Regions from separate parts of the Mus musculus genome. Here regions 1 and 2 are each linked to region 3. A link is a contact called in public promoter capture Hi-C data. All regions are on one chromosome and are shown on one strand. Each heading gives the region's core, a stretch centred on a gene start, on an enhancer-like site or on the middle of the called end of the contact. The rest is flanking DNA. Distances are from core to core; before and after follow the strand shown. Region 1 holds the start of Mapk8ip2 (mitogen-activated protein kinase 8 interacting protein 2). Region 2 holds the start of Shank3 (SH3 and multiple ankyrin repeat domains 3). Region 3 holds the start of Cpne8 (copine VIII).

Region 1 (3,046 bases), core at 50-2,549, 1.2 Mb before region 3:
GAGAAACTGAGTTCTGGTGCATTGAATAATTGCCTCATGTTCGGAACGTTGGTGGCTAAATGAAGATGGGTAACCACTCTTAGATCTTAAGTCTGGAGAATCTGTGCTCTTGGAGCCAACGAGAAACCCCACAGGAGAAGTGGGAGGTAACCCCTCCCGGGGTTGTCTATGCTTTTGGAATCTGGGTGTGATCATTTGATAAGAGAGAGGCTTGTGTGGGGTTATAGTCTGAGATGAGTTCAGGGTTGTACAATTCCAGTGAATTCCGAGAAAGCCTGGAGAAGTCACACTCGTTGGCAATTCAGAAATTAAGAAACTGGTTGAGCAGGGTGTCTCACCTGACTATCTGAGTCCCTTCTGCTCTGTGATTTCCAGCCGTAACACTCTAGTGTCTCTTTCTTCCTTCAAAACTTAATTCCAGTGTGAGGCTCCCTACCCCTTCTTCTCTAGCTTGTCCATCACTACTTTGATCTTCTGCCTCACTTCACAATTGGCTCCATTTCTGCCCTGCCTCTCTACACAGAACTTCTTAGTAAGCCTATGCCTCAACTTGGAGGTTTTCCATACTCAAAACAGAGCCAAGAGCATAGGTGGCCCCAAGAAACAGCTGCTCAGTTGATGAACATAGCCTCAACTTCTAGTGTCCACCACTATCTCTGCCCAGGATCTTCAAGTCTGTACCACACAGAGAAAGTTCAATGTTGGCTTCTGAATGCTGGACTCTGATTCCAGACCTCTTCACATCCTTTGAGACAGAGTCACTGTCCCGGTTCCATTAGCACTGTCAGGATAATAGCTGGAGTCAGCAAATCTTAAGGAGAAGTTTCTTTTGACCTCATCAGCACCCAGTGGAGAACAGCTCCGACGAGCTCTGATCAGCACCCTCGGGTGGACAGCTCCCTCTGCCACCCGTTAGGAAGTCTAGCGGGTTAGTAGGTCTAGCGCGGGTTAGGAGGTCTGGGTGGGTTAGGAGGTCTGGTGGATTAGGAGGTCTGGTGGGTTAGGAGGTCTGGTGGGTTCCTGACCAACTCTGCTTTTCGAATTTGCCGGGGCATGAACGCTGTTCCTAAGTCCTCGCCCATCACCCCTCCACGAGCAGTCCACCTCCCAGGAGCACTGCACACCGCTGTAACCAGAGGCGCGCATTCCCGGGCCGCGTTGGTCCTGGCTCCTGGGTCTACCGCACCCATTTCCCCCGCACCTCTCTCGGCTCCTGCAGAAACCTTTGGTCTACCAGCGTGTCTCTGCTTCCACCTATCCCTTCTCGCCTATTCCACGCTAGGACCACGCAAGCCGCCCGCCAGCTCTCCCGACCAGAATCTCACCACCACCGCTACCACCACCACCTCGCATCCCGCATCCTTTCTCGGCTCGACCCCCATTCCTCCGCCCCCACCTCAGGCCCCGCCCTGCGCCACTCCCTCCCCTCACCCCTGCGGCGCGGCTTGCTGCCGCGGTGTCCTGGCAGGGCGCTGAGGTGTGTCGCCGACGGGTGTCGCAGGGCGTGTCACGAGGTGAGTGGGGAGACAGAGGCCGCGAGCCTGAGCACCAAGGGCGCGCGGTGCTCCTCACCCCTCCCCCTCGCTGCCGGCCGGCGGTTCCAGGGAAGATGGCGGATCGCGCGGAGATGTTTTCTCTCTCCACCTTTCACTCGCTGTCGCCTCCCGGCTGCAGGTACGCATTCGGCGGGTCTCATCTTCACGTAGGTCTCTTCGGCCTGCCACTCCACCCCATCGACTTCAACTACCCAGGCCAGGGCGCCTCCTTGGTTTGCAGGCCTCTGACTGATGCTCCCATCCCCCACCCTGGGCTCCGGGTCCTTCGGTGTTTGCTCCTTGTCGCGCAGACCCAATGGCAACCCCCCCCCTTTCCCACCCCCACACAGAGATACACATTCACTTTTCTTGTTGGGATACCGAACCGCACCCAGCCAGGACCGATGACCTAGCAAGGGTGCGGTCTCTCGATTGACCCTTTGAGGGATTTTAGGCAGGGTGTTCAGCACCTAGTCTGTTCCTGCCAGTGTCCTTTTGGCCTTGTTATGCCTCCTTCCATAAAGGCTAGGGCCTTGCCCCTAGCCCTCTTCCCTCCCAACCCCCCCTCCCCCCAGGACGGCAGAGAGTGAAATCAAGCTTGAAGCTCTGGGGGTGAGATGGGGAAGTTGGGATTGGAGGGGCTGGATGTTTGGATGTAGGCCTGTTTCTGTGTAGGAGTGGATGGGGAACAGCTGGACCCCTCCCTCTCCTGTTGTCGCAGCTCCCCCCCCTCCCCCCCCCCCCCCCCGTTGGTTCAAGGTATCTCCCCTGAGGCTGAAGCTGTGACCCACAGGGGCTGGGAGCTGAGCTGAAAAGGAGTGGGAGGGGTTTGTGGAGGGATGCCTCCTCTGGGCTCATTCCCTGTGGTGGAGGAGGGGACCCAGGGGAGAGCAGTGCCTGGGGTCAAAAAACGACACGGCTTTAGCATGGGAGCTGGGGGCCCTGGGAGCTGGACCTTTCCCACCAATGTCCTCAGGATCAGCTCTCAGGCCAGGAGCCTAGGTCAGGTGGCCTTCTGACCCTGGCCTCCTCTTCAGGCCTCCCCAGGACATAAGCCTGGAAGAATTTGATGATGAAGACCTGTCTGAGATCACGGACGACTGTGGCCTGGGCCTTAGCTACGACTCGGACCACTGTGAGAAGGTGGGGAAAGGGGCTGGGTGTGTAGGGTCTGAGTATGGAGGAGGTTCACACAGGCTCAGCCTCCCTAGCATGCTTGTGGGTTTAGGGAGTCTTGAGTTCAGCTGCTGTGCAAAAAATCCTCTGCTCTTGCTGATGGCCCCTTGGTGCCAGTCTTCTTTCCTAACACGCCGTAGGCCCTTCAGAGGCTCTTATTTGGCAGATCTACCCAGCATAGTGCCACAAGAGGAGGTGTGCCTGGGTGCTCCTTCTTTAGATCACTCCCCACAAAGCTCTAAACCCTCCATTTTCTCCCAAAACTCAACCTCTGTGGCCTCTCTAGCTCATCTCCCTTTAAAATCTTTCCCTTTCAGCCCTTCTGTCTATATGTT
Region 2 (2,993 bases), core at 415-2,914, 1.2 Mb before region 3:
CTAAGTTGCACCACTCAGGCACACCTTGGGAGGGGCTTGGAGGTCAGAGCCTACTGGGGCTTCACTTCCCCAAGCACGGAGGGGTCCACCCAGGCTTGAGGGTAGCAGGGAACAGACGTACAGAGGCACTGGAGACTCAGCTCTGCCGGGTAAGCGGGTTTTTTAAGGGAGGTTCTTTAGGGAGAAGGCTCTCCCTCAAGGGGTAGGGATGTGGGAGTGAGCCAGGTGGTCCATGGAGGACAATGCTGTGTGGTTGCGATTGGTCAGAGAGCCCTATATGGAGTCATGAAACATTTTGGGAAAGTGGAGGATCCGTGGGGGAGTGCAGGCTGTTCTGGGGGGGGGCAGTCTAAGCCAATCACTGTTCTGTGTGGGGTGAGGGCATTTCTGAGGTGACCCAGGTGGTCAGGGGGTGGGATCTGGGGAGGCTCTATCGTGTATAGGACCAGGGTAGTCCAGGGTTATTCCTGGGATGCGCAGGAATAGCCAGTTTTGTGGGCGATCCAGGGTTGCTCACGGAGAAGGTAGGAGAGGCTGTGGCTAAGGGGATGCTTTCTGCCACTGGCAGAGTTCCCGGCCAGGCTGCTCCACAAAAGCTGTCCAGTTTGTGCCGCCACCGATGAGTGGCTCTCTGGGGCCTTTAGGGGGTGAGGTGTAAGTCTAGGTATGCGGGAGAGTGCAGTGGAAGGCAGTAGACACTACCGAGTAGGGCAATTCATCCATTCAGGGGCTACACCTTTCTGGGCCTTGGGAGCTAGGCCCCCGTGCGTTGGGCACTTCCGAGGCAGCGCCGGGCTAAGGCTGGCACGCCACGCGGGCGGCGCCTGAGTTGGTTCACTCGCAGCGCTCCCCTCCCCGCCCACTCGTCACCCCCTCCCGCGTTGCCACGACAACGTGTGAAACTAAAATTCAGTTCCCCGCCGCAGGTGGAGACTAGTGGCGCCCCCTCCCCTAAGCCTTTCCTCGTAGGTCGCGCCCCCAGCCTGCTGTCGCTAAGGTGACGGGGAGGGGGCGACCAGCTGCAAGGTTGGGCTACCCAAGGTGCGGGAGGCCCGCAGAGTCCGGACAGACTCCCCAAACTCGGTTGTGGTGGGGGCCGAGAGGAACACCCTGGGCGCGGTTAGAAGGGTTGGTCTGGGGGGAGCTCCCGTGGACTGCAGCTCCGCCCTGCTCGCGCCTGGGGTTTGCAGCCCTCCGACTCCCACCCAGCACCGTGCTCGGGTGACCCCACCACCTCCTTGGGGTCTGGAGTGGGGTCGGCAGACTGGGGAGATTTCCACCCCGGGTCACCAATTTTCCTGCTTGTCTCTCCCTCTCAGTCGGCCTGTGGGTCCTCTTGCCCCGACGCGTTCCCCACCCAGCTCTAGAACCCTCCGTCACCCCAGTACGGTGGTCTGCGACGCTCGCCTGCAGCGGAAGCGCGGCGTGCCATCCCCCCGCTGTGTCAGCCACTCCCCCTCGACAGCCAACCCCCCCCCTCTTCGGCGCGGGCCCCCGGCCCCCGCCCTCTGCACCACACGCCCACGCCGCCCCGACCCCGCGGGGGACCCCAGTTTCCCGGCCCCGGGCTTCCCATCCCCGCCTCCGGCGCGGCCCCCTCCCCGCCTCCGCTCCGCTCCGGGCTCGGGCCCCCTCCCCCCGCCGCCCCCGCCCCCGGGGAAGGCAGGCGCCGCTCGAAGCCGGGGCCGATGCAGCTAAACCGTGCCGCCGTCGCCGCCGCCGCTGCGCCTGCGGAGCCCCCGGAGCCGCTGTCCCCCGCGCTGGCCCCGGCCCCGGCCCCCCCCGGCCCCCTCCCGCGTAGCGCGGTCGGCGGGGCTCTTGCGGGGGGTCAGGGGGGGCCAGGGCGCCGCGCGGAGTCCCCGTGCGCTCCTCTCTCCGCCGGGAACAGTCCGGGCCCGGGCGCTAGCACCGGGATGGACGGCCCCGGGGCCAGCGCCGTGGTCGTGCGCGTCGGCATCCCGGACCTGCAACAAACGGTGAGCCTTTGCGATCTCGCCGTACCCCTGTGTGGCCCGCTAGCGGTGACCCCCGCCGGGCGCGCCCTGCGCCAGGACCCCCGGCCGTGGCCACTCGCCCCTCCCCCGCCGCCTCCGCGGGACCCTCCCCATCGCCGGGGCGGGGCCCTGGAAGCCCAGCCCCGGGGCGGGGCCTCGGCCTCTGCGCGGTGGCGCGGGGTCCCTGCTCTCGCTCCCCAACTAGCCCTCCAAAGCGGGGCCCGGGGCGCGGGGCCCTGCGCCCGCAGGTCCGGGCTCACGACTCGCTCCGCTGCAGAAGTGCCTGCGTCTGGACCCAACCGCGCCCGTGTGGGCCGCCAAGCAGCGTGTGCTCTGCGCCCTCAATCATAGCCTTCAAGACGCGCTCAACTACGGGCTATTCCAGCCTCCCTCCCGGGGTCGCGCCGGCAAGTTCCTGGATGAAGAGCGGCTCTTACAGGACTACCCGCCTAACCTGGACACGCCCCTGCCCTATCTGGAGGTGCTGGGCCGACTGGGGTGGGGGTGGAATGGAGCGCTCAGGGTGTGATCTTTGAGCTCCGTGGCTGGAGCAGTAGAAGGGCAGGCCGGGAGGAGTTGGCGACAGGCGCGGTGGGGGGCTGTGTGCAGCCTGAGCAGTGTGCTGAGAGACCGAGGTGGGTACACCTCGAGTGCAGTGGGCAGGGTGAAGTGCAAGCTGCCTGTGTGGTAAGTGGTGTGTTGCAGCTTAAGCATGGAGAAACAGTGTGAGCGCCGTGTGTAGAGCGCTTGCAGCGAGCAATCTGGACAGCACACAATGAGCACATGCATGCCACACATGCACTGCACTCGGGGCGTGTGTGTGGTGCGAGCGGTTTAAGAGTGAGTGCGTTAGGGGTCATGTGGTGCGAACAGTGTCACTTGTGTGCACATTTGCCTCCTCTTGCCACTCACTCCCATGTCTTCTGAGGTTAGCCCAAAATAATATTAACACCATTTGTGACATATAAAGGTGATTTGAGTGCCATTCCATAGGGACGG
Region 3 (2,700 bases), core at 120-2,619:
AAACACAGATATTTACATTAGGATTTGTAACAGTAGCAAAAATACAGCTATAAAGCAGCAACAAAAATAATTTTAAGATGGGGGGATCACCACTACATGGGAAACAGCATTAAATTGTCACAGCATTAAGAAAGCTGAGAACCTGTTTTAGCGGCGTTTAAACTTCAGGGTTTGTTTACAACAAAAATCACTCATGCTTATTAAAGTCTTTTACAACGATCTTTCCTTACAGAAAGGCTAAGAACATGTGAGGGCATTTAAAAACACGGGGGCGTAGAGGGGTAGGAGTGAAGTTTTCCAACGAGACCGGTGAAAGGAAGTATTCAGCCTGGAAGTGGGCACCTGGGTACGTGCAATGTAGTATTCTTAATATAGCCAACCATCTAATTCCCCAAAACTGGGGCAGCACAGCTATTCTACCTAACTTACTGAGGATCTGGCCCAGGGAGTATCAGGAAGGGAGTCTGAAACTGGCAGTCCTTGAGAGTTGCTGAAAGCATTCTGATGTTTGTCTACCGGCGGGCAGAAAATAAGTCGTGACTTCTCAATTCTTAGGTAAGCCTCTGCCTGGAAGACTGAACCTGGAACCGCTACAGGCCTAGGGTAAACGTCCCGGAAGGGTGGAGGGTAAGGAAGCTGGATGGTTCCAGGAAGTGAGTGGGGAGGAGGAAGCTGTGGAACTGGAGCTGAGCCCACCGCATGGCTTCCCGGACGCCTGGCAGAGGGAGTCCCTGGCCAAGGTGCGCAGCATCACGCGCGCTCTTGGTAGGACTGACCCTTCGGTTCCCGACATCACTGAACCTCTGGCCCTGATTGCGGTTGTTTAAAATAAATAAATAATTTTTTAAAAGGTTGCGAAGTGGGCGGCGGCTAGGGTTTCTGTAGCTGAGTCACAGCTTTGCCAACTTTCACAACATTTCCCAGAAAAAAAAAAAAAAAAGACTCAGCCAAAGCCCACCACTCTCGTCCCCAGTTCTGTGTCATTTGACCCTCTGGGGGGGAGGAGGGGAAGGTAACGTCAGCCAGTACCACAACTAGTCCCCACTCAGCATGCAACTTCTCACCAGCGCCAAGCCTCGTGGTACCTGGAGCGCTAGCCAAGTGCCACCAAGCTCGGATGGAAGGAAGAAAAGAGAGCCGCGTCCTCACCTGCAGGACACTGACACCTCCACTCGTGTGGCGGGGATGGCCGCACTCAGCTGGTTCAAGTCCCCGATGCCCGTGGCGCTGGTGTAGCGGCTGTCCATCTCGAGCTGAGGAACGGAGCACTTGTCCCGAGCCCACATCCAAGCTGCGGCGGGCTGAGCGCTGCTCGGAGCGGAGCTCCGCACCGACGGGAAGGGGTGAGGGTGGAGGCAGAGGAAGGAGGCGGAGGCGGCGCGGGAAGGGGAGGGAGGAGGCGGACCTCGTCGCGAATCCGGCGACCGAGCCAGTCCTGGCAAAGCCGCCTCGGTCTCCCAAGTGGCGCTCCGGGCTGCTCCCGCCCTGGGGCAGCCCCCGGGCGGTGACTGGGTCTGCAGCTCGGGGGCTCTGGGCGTAGGGCGCAGAGACAGTAGGTGACCCGGACAGACACCGCGCCGTCTAGTGGGAGAGCCCCAGGCGCCGGCGATTGCCCCCCGCCCCAGCTGATATGCTCCCCACTTCGGGCTACTGGACTGATGTGGTGGTGGGGCAAGGGATGGCCACCAGCCTTTGACTCCTGGTGCAGAGGGGCGTGCCAATATATGGGGCAAGCTTGGGTGGAGTGGACGCTGTTGGGACAATCGCAGCGTTATAAGAGAGGTTTCAATGCGTCTGCCATCCCCTGCAACTTTTAGGCGAGGGTCTCCTTAAGGCAAGATCGGCGCCTTGCAACGCACTTGCCAAACCGCAGGGATTTCTGCCCTGAGGCCCGGGAGGTCGTAATAATAACTTATAATCTAGCTCCTCCTCAATCCTGCTCCTCAAGACCTGAAAGCAGGGCAGCGTAAAGCAGATGAGCAGCTCGGGTGACCGGGGAGTTTAGCAAATAGATTCCTGGCGGCGCGACTGGGAGTGGGCAAGACGCGGGGCGCCGCCGCAGCTTGCCGGGTAACCCCCACTTTCCTGCGCACACCTGACCCGAGGCGTCACTGCGGGTCTTCTGGCGATGGCCGCCAGGGGGCGGTGGAGAGCAGGGCGCCCAGCCTCAGGAGGGAGCGTGGCTGGCTCTAGCCCTGGCTCACCTGGAGAATCCTGGGCTTGTGACTGGTCTCCCTTGTGGTATTTTAATCCACTTGGAGCCACTTCCTTAAAGAATCTGTGTGGTTGCAGGGGAAATAGAGTGTAGATGCTTGCCGCTCTTCCCTGCCCCAAATGTTTGCGTCACTTTGGTCTTGTTTGCTTTCCCTGGTCGCCCCGCCCTCCCTTCACCACCCCTTAAATCCACCAGTTCTGTTTTTCTTTCTCTTCCCCCTATCACAAATTAAACTGCAGCTGATGACTAGAATTTTCCCTCAAGCTCTCTTATTGATGCCTGAAATTGATTTGGTGGAGGAGGTCTAGAGGGTTTTTTTTTTTAAGCAAACTAGAATTTTATTTTGCAGGCACCTCCTGAAGAAATAAAAGGTAAGGACTTTAGTGCTCAACCCAGAGGCCTTCTCCGAATTTTCCACTTTATCTAGGTCCATATGTGTGTGTATCTGAATGCATTGATTTACATGCACAATAGCATGCAGGTAT

What was found. Promoter capture Hi-C pulls out the DNA fragments that hold promoters and counts their contacts.
Region 1: a promoter capture Hi-C map of embryonic stem cells shows a contact between it and region 3, with 4 times the contacts expected there. The contact joins the promoter of Mapk8ip2 here to the promoter of Cpne8 in region 3.
Region 2: a contact with region 3 is called in a promoter capture Hi-C map of stem cell-derived epiblast-like cells, with 5 times the contacts expected there. The contact joins the promoter of Shank3 here to the promoter of Cpne8 in region 3. A contact is called at or near these places in 5 of 39 promoter capture datasets (cranial neural crest, embryonic stem cells, hippocampal neurons and 2 more), 1 of 484 Hi-C or Micro-C datasets (embryonic stem cells) and 1 of 115 datasets of contacts at active chromatin or transcription factors (pancreatic cancer cells).

Annotation. Positions count from the first base shown.
Region 1 is chr15:89,452,612-89,455,657 of GRCm38.p6, forward strand. It overlaps Mapk8ip2 (mitogen-activated protein kinase 8 interacting protein 2), which reads left to right and starts at 1,300. Exons shown (of 12, transcript NM_021921.3): 1 at 1,300-1,674; 2 at 2,573-2,678. The coding sequence starts at 1,610.
Region 2 is chr15:89,497,944-89,500,936 of GRCm38.p6, forward strand. Shank3 (SH3 and multiple ankyrin repeat domains 3) reads left to right here and starts at 1,665. Exons shown (of 22, transcript NM_021423.4): 1 at 1,665-1,976; 2 at 2,272-2,475. The coding sequence starts at 1,689.
Region 3 is chr15:90,678,019-90,680,718 of GRCm38.p6, forward strand. Cpne8 (copine VIII) reads right to left here and starts at 1,370. Exons shown (of 20, transcript NM_025815.2): 1 at 1,150-1,370. The coding sequence starts at 1,286.